Linked DNA regions of Oryctolagus cuniculus: region 2 is linked to region 1. Evidence: chromatin contacts called from public Hi-C data. All regions are on one chromosome and are shown on one strand. The core of a region is the stretch at or near the end of the contact, and the rest is flanking DNA. Distances in the headings are between cores, read along the strand shown.

Region 1 (5,944 bases), core at 3,107-5,606:
CGCAGGCCATAGCAGCTACTTGGGGGGTGAACCAATGGAAAAAGGAAGACCTTTCTCTCTGTCTCTCTCACTGTCTAACTCTGCCTATCAAAAAAAAAAAAAAGTTATGAAATGGACTTGGATTGGTGAAGTTCCCAGTTATAACCTTATATTTACTGGAAATGAGAATTTGATTTATGAGATAGCTTTTTAACTATCTAAGAATCAATTAGGGCATAAGTCAGAGGTCATCTTCTCTAGTGTCGCCAAACATCTGTCTTTGAGTTAGTCTCAACAGATTTCTTTGAGATATGAGATGGTTTGTTTTTACTTTTCTAAAACAAACTCCCAGGAGCTCATTGATAAGATAAGGGGCATTATGGAATATGGATATAACTGTTAATCAAAATATACTACTCTTGTGTAGTATTTAAGTTATTTATGAATTTAAGTTTATTTCAGGCTTCAGTGGAGAGTTCAGATATTTAAGAGGGTTTTAAAGGAGCTCAGATCTAACTTTGTCATTGTCTCAAGAACAAATCTAAGCAACACACTAATGCTTAAATGTGAGCATGGTGTTTCCCTGCCAGTGGATAGAAGGTTTGGAAAGTGCTTCCTTCTCCAGTAAGCATCATTTTATGCTAACAATGCCATTATAAAACTTCTTTGAGGCTTTAGCTTAATTCTGGAAGTGTCATGCAACTATTCTATATTAAAATGACACTGGATAGTTATTCCTTCAATATTCAAAGGCCATTTTACTTATAGGTCTCCAAACTGCATAATCAATATTATTGAGTCATGAGCATCAATGGATTCATCTACAATATTCTTATTCCTTAATGCCTGAGGCCACACTAATAAAATTGGAAAAAAATATGCCTTGTGGGGGGAGTGATGGTTACAGGAGTGGGAGTAAGGGGTAAGAGGGCAACATACAGACATTTATCTCCACTGATAAGCACTGAATATAATCTCACATCTTTTCTTATCCAGAAGACTCACCTTCAACCTTTCCCTTTTTTATTTAACTTAAAGATTAAGTATTAAACTTAAATTATTACTTTGTCCATGGTCAAAATTAACAATAAGAAATAATGAATCACTTTCCGCTTGTGTCATAAATCCAAGTCCAGTGTAACATTTTCTGTTCTGATTACAAATTTTGCAATAGAAAGTAGGAGAGGCAGAAGGGGCACAGCTTGAGATTTCAGTCTGCAGGTTGAGCTTCCAGCAGGGGAGATAGAACAAACTTTGGACTTTGAAATAAGTCCAACCTGTAAATCACCATGGAAAAATAAATTTGAAAGTTAACAATTAAAATGATTTAGGGCAAGCCTGAGGAAAAGCTGTGAAGTTACAAACGTGAAGATTTGTATTCAGTTCACATACCTCCTGCCTCCTGATGTATCGTGCTCATGCTCCTGCAAAGGATGTATATTTCCTGTCACCACTGGTTGTTTGTAGACCTTATACCACTCCTGCTAGCACCAATTTTCCTGAGCCACGTTTCCTCTCTATTTTCTGTTATTACAACACACATTTTAACAAAGGCTTTGAATACTGAAATTCAATCTGCAACAGTGACCTTGGTCCTATTATTTTCAATTTGTCAGAAAGAGGGAAAGAATCCCAAAAGTATAGGAAGTAGCAACAGAGAGTTGTCTTTGGCAATACTCTCCCAGACTAGGTGGCCACCTACTTAATTTCTTGAAAGCAGGAAAAAGTAGGTAGAATATGGAATAAATTCTCATACAATTTTTGTAATGATTTTTCTTAGTGGGAAAACAGTATTAACCCTGAATGATCTCTATTGCTGATATAAACTGTATCCTATAGGGTTAAGAAACAGAGAACTATCTTAAACTTGGAGCTTATCCTACAGAGCAGCAAATTGCCTTGTTGGGACTCTCAGATAAAACTGGCCAAAACCAGCCAGAACCATGGTATGGTAAATGGCACACAGGCCACTGAACACTGGATGAACTGCTGAAACTTGTGCTAAAATCCCTCCCCTATCACCTGCTGGATATGATAAAGCCATCATTTTTAACATGCAATGCATGAAGAGGCATGTAGCTAAACCACACTTGGCATAGAAGAACCAAGAACACATCTGTTTTAGTCAGTCAGTGAACTCCCATGTTCCATCTCCATCTCTTGCTTCCTTCCCAATAAATACCTTGCTCAAGCCACCCTGGGAGTCAGATTTGATCATTACTCCTGACTCCTTGCTTAGCCACCTTGTGACAAACTTTTTCTTCTCAAAGGACACTGATCCCAGTGTTTGGCTTTCTCATGTGTGGGCAAAAGGACTCATCATGGTTCTGTACTCATCATGGTTCTGTAACAGATACACAACAATCCTGTGTAATCAAACAAGTATAGCTGTCTGGATTTCATTTTGCCCATGCTAGCCTAGTGAGTTTCATGACTAACTTGTTCATTTTATTTGCTAGATTACATGATTTAGAAAAACAGGGCAACAGCTTTGACAGAGGGATTTTAGGTACTCCTGTTCTCTTGGAGCTCAACTGTTGCAAATCACTGAATATCTGAGAATCTCAGCTTGTTTTTCATAAAAAGGAAATGAAAAAAATCTCACTCCATTATTGTTCTAGAAATCAAATGAAAATCAAAAATGTAAGAGTTTTTTGCAAAACATGAAATTCTACATTGGTAAATCATGTTATCCTGTTTACGTCCCCAAAGCAGGTTAAATTTGCATTAATTCACCTACTTACTCTTAAGAACAACTTCATTTGTAAAATAAATGACCAGGCCCAAGATAAGGGCATGGCTAGAATAAAGATACTGTCTTCAAAAGGAAATAGACCTGGAGATCTTATAAGTGAGACCTTGTAAGGGATCAAGTGGTGTGACTGCCCTCACCTTTATACTTTCAAGAAGAAGCAGTCGACCTGTATGGACAGTGATCTACTTAGGTCCAATCAGTTGATCTCATTTGCAGAATGTCATCAGATTTCTAGTATCTAACAGGTGGATGAATTCAATGTTGCTGAGGTGAACAGGTGTTTCACAGTTGGGAGCTGCCATAGAGCCAAAATGCAAAAGTGAACCATGATTTCTGAAATGAGCTCTGGTAATTCTAAACCTGAAAAACATTCTTCCATAGGGAAATTTCTCAATGGATGTACAGGGTAGTTGGCAAATACCAGATTGAACATAAGGGAGAATTTTGTTTCATTGTAACCACTGGAAGGTAGAGCCTAGAATTCTATGTCTATAATGCAATCACATCACAGAATTTGCAATTTGATCTGCAGTTTAATATCCTGCACAGTGTTAACGAAATTATGTCTGTAAGTAACCCCAAGCCAGGTGAATAAAGATGCTGTGCTATTTTTTTTTAACTATTTCTGCCTGTCATCAGAAGCCAAATATTTCAGACAATCCATGAGCCCACTTCACTCCTCCAATGGTGAGAAGTGATAAAGCTATCAAGGATAACATTTTTTAGCATAATATTTGTTTAAATACCCAGTTCCTTATCACACCGTGGAACAAAGGTTTCATTGCATCATGTATTTGGGGAAATGATCAATTCCTTAATGAAGAAGAATCCTGCTTGTCCACTGTCACAGCGTTAGCAGTTTTCCAAACTTGTCTCATGAAACTTTGGATAGTGCAATTGATTTGTCTAGTTTGACAGGTTTTAGATTATGTAAATAGAGTCTTTCAGGCTGTTGGGGTCTGTGATAAGCAGGAAAAGGGCTCCTCTAGATTGTTTCCACAGCACAGGAGGTCGTGTTAGGCAAGCAGTTACTTTAGCTCTTCTGGAATCACACACATCTGAGACGCCCCGCGCCAAAGTATAAATGTTGAGTCCTTATTAGGTACACACTCACTGACTGACTGCCTAATATTTCCCGGAAGTTAATTTACAGGCTTTTGTAAAACCTTCCAGAGTTATACCAAAGTTAACTAAGCGAAAGTTTCCTTCTGTAAGAGGTGGGAGGAGAAAACAGAAACTTTAAAACTAAGATGATGGAAGGCTAGCTTCAGCAGAATTCTTATTTAAAAATATTTCCTCACATTTCCTTCGTAAATCTTAACAAATGTTTTTTAAGAGAGGCATGCTTCATTCGCACCTAATAAGTCACTTCTTTCTTGAAGTAATTAAGTAGATAAGTTCTGGAGAATTCTTTTCTGCTTTCTTACTAAATATACAAATGATTTAACTACCTCTTGCTTCCGGCGGCAAGCAGAACCCCGCCCCTGCGATGCTGCCTATATTTGCTTACTGTCCCGCCTCTTTCTTCTGGACGTCAGCCAATCCTGTCTTCATTAATGTGCGGCATAGCTATCGCGAGACTCCAACTGTACTTGCGCAAAAGAGGCTCTAGAAGCCGAGAAGGGAGGAAAGGGGCGGGGCGCCCGACGTGCGCGTTCACCTTGACCTCACGCTCCTGCGCGCGCCCGGCAGCTAAGCGCTGTGGCTTCTGGGCCCCCGGAGGCCACAACACAACACACAACGCGCGTGCCCACATAGGGCGGATGCTCCGTGCGTAGCGAATGAATGCCTGGACTCTGAGGGAGCATTAGCGGGTTCCGGACCCGGTGCACACCCACTCAAGTATTTGGAGAAGCAGCTTGGGTGAGCGCTTGGGTGATGGAGGGTCAGAGGTCAGAGGTCGGGGGAGGAAGACGTCTCCGGCCTCTCCGGGCCCCGGAGGGAGGACGGGGGCTGTCCTGGAGCCGGGGAAGCTTTTGGATGGAGAGGAAGCCGCTGCGCGAGTCTCCTGGCGTCCCCGTCCCCGGCTCGCGGGCCTCGGGCCTCCGCGGCTTTCCTAAAAGCGGGGGCGGTGGGGAGGGAGGTTCTGCTGCTCCGGATAGACTGGGGCCTGCGGTGTGTTGTGCGGGAGCCCCGCTGCAGTGTCCATGGTCGCGCCCCTCGGCCTCGCCGGGGTCTGCCCGGCCTGCTGGGAGCGGTCGGCCGCTGACAGCGCGGCTCCGACTCTCGCATCCGCTTTTGCATCTTAGGGGAGATAACCGAGCGGGTATCCCTGGAGTCGAGCAGATAAGCCTCTGAGGCAGAGCTGGGCAGCCGCCTAGCTTTTGGGTGCACCGGATTGCACATAGTGAAAGGCGAGGCTTGTAAGTTACTCCCACTGGAAAGTTCTCGTGGAAATCAGACGGGTGACACTGGCTTCCAGAACCACCCTGGGCATTGCACGTTTCGACGCCGTGAAAGATGTTGGGTTTATGAACGAAGACGGTTGTCACTGTCTGTCTTAAATGATGATCATTCAGCTTCTGTCTTTTCCCAGGAAGCTTAGTACAAGGTAGAAATCTTCGTTTGGCGTTTTCCTAGTTGTACTTAAATTGATTTGGGGCTGTAACGGAACAAAATGAAATAGTTTTAAAGTCGTTACTGCTATTTTAAACGATTCCAGTGGGCAGTAAGCAGGGACGGTGGAACTCCCCTGAATAGAAACAATACACAATATCTGTGCCATCACAGAAAGCGGTGCTTGGCTTGGGATCAGGGACCCTGCGGGAAGCTGAGCAGTATTGGGATAACCCGCACTTCCTAGAGGTTTCAAGGCCCGGTTAACAAAACAAGCCCGACATTGAGAGTCCAGTGGTTTGCTCTTGAAAGATACTCTTATCTTTTGCCCAGCTCAAAATGAGTGCACTTACACTACTATTAAACCAAATCTTTTATTAAGAGTTTCAGTTAGAATTTGGGGGAAGCAATCTGCTGGTGACAAAGCTTGTTAGTAAGACATTTTTCAAACTTATATCTAATATTAATTTAGAGTTCAGTAGATGAGAATACTCTCAATTAGCCCGAGTAATCAACACAGAAAAGAAACAGATTGTGATAATGCGAGGGCATTAAGAGCTTTTCAGGTTTCAGAAATAATTGGACTTCTCTTGCATAAAGTAATGCTGTGCACCTCAGTGTGGCAAATGTAGACTTCTTGGTGCCTTGATAGCC
Region 2 (6,289 bases), core at 2,733-5,232, 190 kb after region 1:
TCGAGTCAGATATTCCTGAGACCACAAAACTACAAGATCAAGAGATCCCACTTCCAGCTCTGTGTTGTGAGAGCTTGGATACCTCACAGGTTCCTTATTTCCCTAAATTCTAAATATGGATAACTTGAAAAGCTCATGAGATAGATACTGAAATTACAATAATTGGTTTTAAAAAGTTTGAAATGATTTTAAGCATATTACATTAATATAACCTCTTCACCTAAAATTAGCTTAGTTTCTTGTATTTACCAAGATGGGTTCACATTATTTTGGGGGTGAGAAATAACTTGTCTCTACTAGTGAAAATTGCAAAGCAAAAGAATGATAACCAAGGACTTCAAGAGCAGAGGCAAGCACAGGAGGTAGAAAATAGGGATATCATTCCTAACCTGGATTTTAGCCTAGTCATAGCCCTTTTGTCTCATTGAATCTTATCCTACAGAAAAATCAAAGTATGTCTGAGATTGAAATTTAGGGTAGATATTCCCAGCCTTGTTCATGCTTCAGGTTCCCATAACAGTTTCTTATCCAGATCCATCCTCCTCTCAATCTGTTCCTCTCAGTGCTGATTTTAAGATCCATCTTTTCAAATATTGTAGGTCAACTGAAGAATGCTATGATGATATTGTTAGTATTATGTCAAGTCAGTGTCCTCTAACTATGAGCTTCCACATTAGATCAGGTGCATTCACTCTGGTGCACTTTACATTACATTCAGCCCCACAAAATGCTATTTGCCTGCTGTTTCTTTCTAAAGCCTTCTTTTCCCTATTTCACAAATGCTTCTGGTCTTTTTCAAATATTAAAAGCATTTAATTCAATGTGGGATGCAACAGAAGTAATCATAGTATTTAGGCAAGTCTGATAGATTTCTCCAGGGAACATTATTGTGTGACTTCACCAAGGAAAGGAGGAAATAGAAGCATATGTTGTTTATAATATTTTGATATTTCTCTGCAGGAGATACATGGAGAAGTTGGGGGGCAGAATCTGGATGTGGCCAGTTCATTCAACTCTGAAACATCTTAGAAGAGAATTGAGATGGATTAAGCACCCAAAGATAATGTGGCATTTGGGTTGTGGAGATGTGGGCTTTAACAAATGATCCAAGTGGTCTTACATTAGGCATTGCCATTTCAGGTTGGAAATAAAATTAAACAGAAGGGCAGTGAACTAAAAGTAAATTCAGGATTAATCTAGTTTTTATTTGAGTGTGTTTCCTTTCAATATTAATTAAGTCACATTATATGGGAGTAAAATGTTCTAGACTCTGGTCCTGGCTCAGAAATTGATTTTACTGTCCTTTCCATTGGCAAAACATGAGTGACATGAAGTCATAATGTCTCAGGGAGCATAAAATGCCAATGAAACTAGTTCCAGCATTTCTGTGAAGATAATAAGGGCAAGTACTTTGATTCTTCTTTTGTGTGCAGAAAAAAATCAAAGTTCTACATGCAGCAAAATTTTCCAAAGTGTGTCAGGGCAAATCATGAATGATGATTTTAGAGTTGCATCCTATGTAGTTTTATCTTAGTTTAATGTTCAATTCATGTAAAAAATAGATATAGAGTTATGGTTGTGGAGTGGCAGCCTTGGTTAGCTTCACAGAGTCCATACTTAGAAGTACTGATGTAAATATTCAGAGACAGACTTTGGAGGTCATCACCTTCCCTTGCAATCTTTTCACAACCCTGAGGCCCTTGTAATCCCCATCCTCATGCCTCACATGCTCCTCTATCGACTGTCCAAAATCCTGGTAAATAAAATGCTGCCTATTCCAAAATTGGCTGTTTTTTAATAGTTGATTATGGAATAGTTGTTAATAGTTGATTTCCATCACAGGAACAAATTGAGAACTTTGTGTTTCACCCAAAGTACTCAGATTTCACACTCTACTTTCTGACTTCCCAATCTTGAGGAAGAAGGTAAGAAGATACATATCTGTCCTCCATGGTTTTTGTTTGCTTGTTTTTTGTTCTCAAGGGAAAGTCATTCCAGAGTGAAATCAGAGGACCATTTTCCAAGAACTAGCCTTAGCTTTGTAAACTGATAGGAATGGAAAATGTGCTCCACGTTTCCCCTTTTGAATACTGAAGAAGCAAACTGGAAAAGTCCCTAAGTCTTACCATTCCCTCATCTGTGATCTGGAAGCCATCTAATTTTTCTAAGGGGAAAACTATTCCAGACTTATGTTTTTGCTTTCAGGACTTAAGAGTGCTTCCTAATGCAAGGAGTGATCAATAATCTAAACTAATTACGGATTTGTTTACACACATTTCTTACCTCCTGCCCTATCTTCTGTACTCAGAATACATCCTGAATCATTTCTATAACTAATGAGCAATGGAAATAATGCTTGGTAATTTATCTATTCAGGAAATATTTTGTTTTAGAGAAACAAATTGGCTTGTCATTTTCAATAGTTTATTGGAATGGAAAATAATGAACTGATCTAGAGGACCAGCTTTTCCTTGCTCCCAAAAGTGAGCCAAGACAGCTGTGGCCAGGTGAGCTTCTAGTCCAGTGTTATTATGCACCCTCCTTCCTTTATCACCAAAGTATAATGTCAGGCAAGAGAAAGGTCTCTGAAAAGTGTCCTACCATCTTAAAATATGAAACAATAACAATTTACAATTATCAGTGTATCACAAATATCATTTAGCCAATGTTGATTAACATCAAATATTCATACTCTCCTAGCTTCTGGGGATACAGGAATAAGCTAGACAGACTACAGACATTGTCCCTCCTGTCGAGGTTGGCACTACGTGGCTTAACAGAGGTTTCAGCTGCAGATCTTATTGCGAACACTCACTACCTGGTATGGCTTAAACATCTGACCCTAAACTCAGGAGTTTGGTCTCCATAGTCATATGTTAATGGCACCAACAGGGTGGAAATTTAATCCAGTTATGATGTTTATAGTTGGAGTCTGTGGGAAATAATTAGATTGGATTAGTCTTTGAGGGTGGAGTCCCTATGACTGAATCTTGGTGGCCTAATAAGAGACCAGGACAGATAAGCACACACTCTTGCCATGTGATGTTCTGTGCCTCCTCAGGACTCTGCCAGGAAGAACATCATCACCAGAGGCCAAATTCTGCACTATGGACTGTGTTCATCTAAAACTGTATAAGACAAAATAAACTTTGTTCCTTATGAAGTAGTTTGCTTCAGGTATTTCATTATAATAATAAAAGCTAATAAGTGACACCTTAGAGACTCATCAAACAGGCTAACTCAAGGTTTTCTGAATTTTCTCACAAAGTTTGTCTGTCGCTCCCCCTCTTCGTGGAGGAGCAACACTGAACCCTGCGCTGTTCTTTCGTCTGCTCGGCCCTCCCCGGGTTTGCTGCTGGTTCTTCCCGGGTTGGCTACTATCCCTTCCACCTCCGTGGAAGGGCAGTTCCCCCTGGCCGCATTCCCCACTTCCGCAGGGGAGCGGCACACCGCCGGCCGGCTCTCTGGGGGCTGCACGGGTTCCCTTAGATGTTCCCCATAGATGTTCCCGGTGCATGCCGTTTCTCTCCTCCTTTATAGTCCTTCTCTGCCAATCCCAACTCGGCTGCCCACACGCTGAGTACGCTGCTCTCCAATCAGGAGCAAGTCCTACAGTTAATTGGTTGAACTGGAGGCAGCTGTGCGGAAGCTGTTTACTTCTCTCCCAGCGCCATATTGTGGGAGAGCAGATGCATAGAATAAGTCTTAATTCGAGTAACTTAGTCTAGTCCGGATTGCTCCCCACATTTGTCAAAAATACTGAAGAATAAATCTACCCATGATCCTGTGCTCAGGCATCTTCCTCATTGCCTAGTCCCTCAAGGGTGTGGTCTCTGCCCTCACCTAAAAAGGACAGGACTCCCATGCTTCAGTAGAGGCCCTAGCAGCTGTCAGCCTCTGCCACAACATTGCTCCTAGGTAGTACATGACTGATGAAAATGATGTCACAATTTGTCTCCTTGGGTTGAAGCAGTACTGAAATACTCCTCTTACCTTGTGCCTACCACCCTCTCTGCTAAGACACCTGACTTCAGCTCTGGGATCTGACTGAGAAGACACACCCAACGCTATGGAGTGCTCACACATGCCGGGCATTGTTGTAAGCACTGCACAGGTACTAAGTCATTTAACCCTCAAAATAGCACATTTTGGGGTGGGGATGGAAATGTGGGGAGAGCTACTCTTCCTCATTTGTCGAAATGAAAGAAATAAGCCATGGTGTACTAGTTAACTATTACTATGCAACAAATGACCATAAACTTAATGCTTAAAATAACAATCAATTTTTCATCATATTTTGTTTGGGTCAGGGCATGACTTAGTGGGATTCTCTGCTTTAAGATCTCTCATGAAGCTCCAATTCAAGGTGCTGGTGAGGGTGAAAGTCTCTTCCGAAGGCCAGACCTGGAAGGGATTGGTTTCTAAATCCATGTATTGTCACTGGCAAAATTTTGTTCCTTTGAAATTTTGTCAAGAATCTCAGTTCCTAGCTGGCTGTTATCCAATAGATACTTTTAAGTCTATGCCACATGTGCCTACCAACAAGAAAACTTGTTTCATAAAAGCCAGAAGTGGAGAGGACAGTCTGCCAACATGACTAAAGCTACAATATTTATAATCATGGGCATGATAGCTAAAAATCTGTGACATATTCCATTGGTTAGAAGTAAGTTAACAGCACCTGACCATACTCAGTGGCATATTACACAAATGTGTGAATATTAGGACATGTAGGTCATTAGGAGCCATAATATTGTCTATATTCCACACACAGAGAGAGGTTAAACATTTCATGCAGGGATTATAGGCTACTAAATTAAACTAGGATTTTAGTATAAGAACTCCATCTCCGGGGAAAATGGGACTCAAATGGTTTGGAAAAAAAGACTACTCATTGGAATAAGTATGTATATCTATTTATTCTTTTGGATGAATCCCTAAAATAAGGGTTGCTGAAGATGTAGGGGTGTGTGTGTGTGTGTGCATTTTTTTCTTTATGCAAGGTTTTGTAATTTTGAAAATAACACTGGACTGCTTTCACATAATTATCTGGGTTTCCAGGAAATTATATATATATATAAAAGGAGATAGGGTGCCACCCTTTCCTTATTCTCATGTGACAATAACTGTGACTAAAGCTAAGCAACATGCTTGTCTGATACCAAGAACTCCCTATGAGCCCACTTCTTACTAGCATGACAGTTAGCTGGGGAGATTTCACTTTGCTGCCACTGCAATTTAATAATTCCAGAGGCCTGAAAACTGATTATTAAGAATATTTATGGGACAAAATAAAATAAAATTCTCCCAGATATTTGAACTGTATCAAATTTCTTTGAACAATGAGAGATTTATACATAAAATTAAATATTACCTTCTGCTCCAAAAGTGTCATTAGCTTAACAACTTTACAACTATCTAATTGTAGACAACTGATTAATTACAGGGGTGGGAAACATCAAGCTCATAGGCTACATTAAGCCTGAGAAATCATTTGGTGTGGCCCTGCCAAAGCAACTGCAAGAGGGTCTCAAGACTCACTAAATCTATAGTAGGCTAATTTTTAAGTTGATAATATGTATGACACATCAATGATTTTATAAATATGTGAATAGATCTTGGCAGAAAAAAGGTTCCCCACCCCTGTAAGACGTCATCTTCATTAATCTTACCCTACAGAAGGCTACCTGCTTATCTGCTCACACACAAACTAGTACCACCTAGTGCTAGCTGCCTGAAATGCAAATGGAACACCTTGAAGGCACAGCCTTTCAGTGAATAAAATTATTCACCTCTTCCTTTATTTCATGAAAATATATTCTGTAAGCTATAAACTGTTAATACATCTAATTGTAATAAATTGTATTAATCTAATTGTAACTTAAATTGTGAAACATTGGAATACATATTTTAATTTCAACAATGTCCTATAGGAATTCTGTGGTGCACAGGAACAAAACCTGAGTCTTCTTTTACTACGTTCCAGGTTGCCTTGGTTCAAATTCCTTCATTATTTAGACAAAACTGAGAGGGTGATTTGGGGTTAGGAACATATCCTTGATAGGTTGCTTCTAAATTACCATAATTGTATCCTAATCGTCACATTCTTCATACTTCAAATGAATCTATACAGAAAATATAACTACAGCTATGAGACTTCAGATTCTGTCATTTTGGTGATTCAAACTATCTTTCTCTCATAATTCTTTAGGAGCATATTATAAGAGGAATGGTATTTCCCACCACAGTCCCAGCTGGTAATTCTAATTGTCCCATGATTTCACAGCTG

Evidence for each region. A called contact is a pair of places that touch in the nucleus more often than the background predicts.
Region 2: a Hi-C map of an unstated tissue shows a contact between it and region 1, with 2.7 times the contacts expected there. The contact joins the promoter of FBXO30 here to the promoter of SHPRH in region 1. A contact is called at or near these places in 4 of 6 Hi-C or Micro-C datasets (ear pinna, liver, skin fibroblasts and 1 more).

The regions. Positions count from the first base shown.
Region 1 is chr5:22,330,572-22,336,515 of mOryCun1.1, forward strand. SHPRH (SNF2 histone linker PHD RING helicase) reads left to right here and starts at 4,357. Exons shown (of 30, transcript XR_011388945.1): 1 at 4,357-4,597. It overlaps LOC127493127 (a long non-coding RNA gene), which reads right to left and starts at 4,359. Exons shown (of 4, transcript XR_011388946.1): 1 at 4,186-4,359; 2 at 2,872-3,029.
Region 2 is chr5:22,521,184-22,527,472 of mOryCun1.1, forward strand. It overlaps FBXO30 (F-box protein 30), which reads left to right and starts at 3,983. Exons shown (of 3, transcript XM_008263613.4): 1 at 3,983-4,114.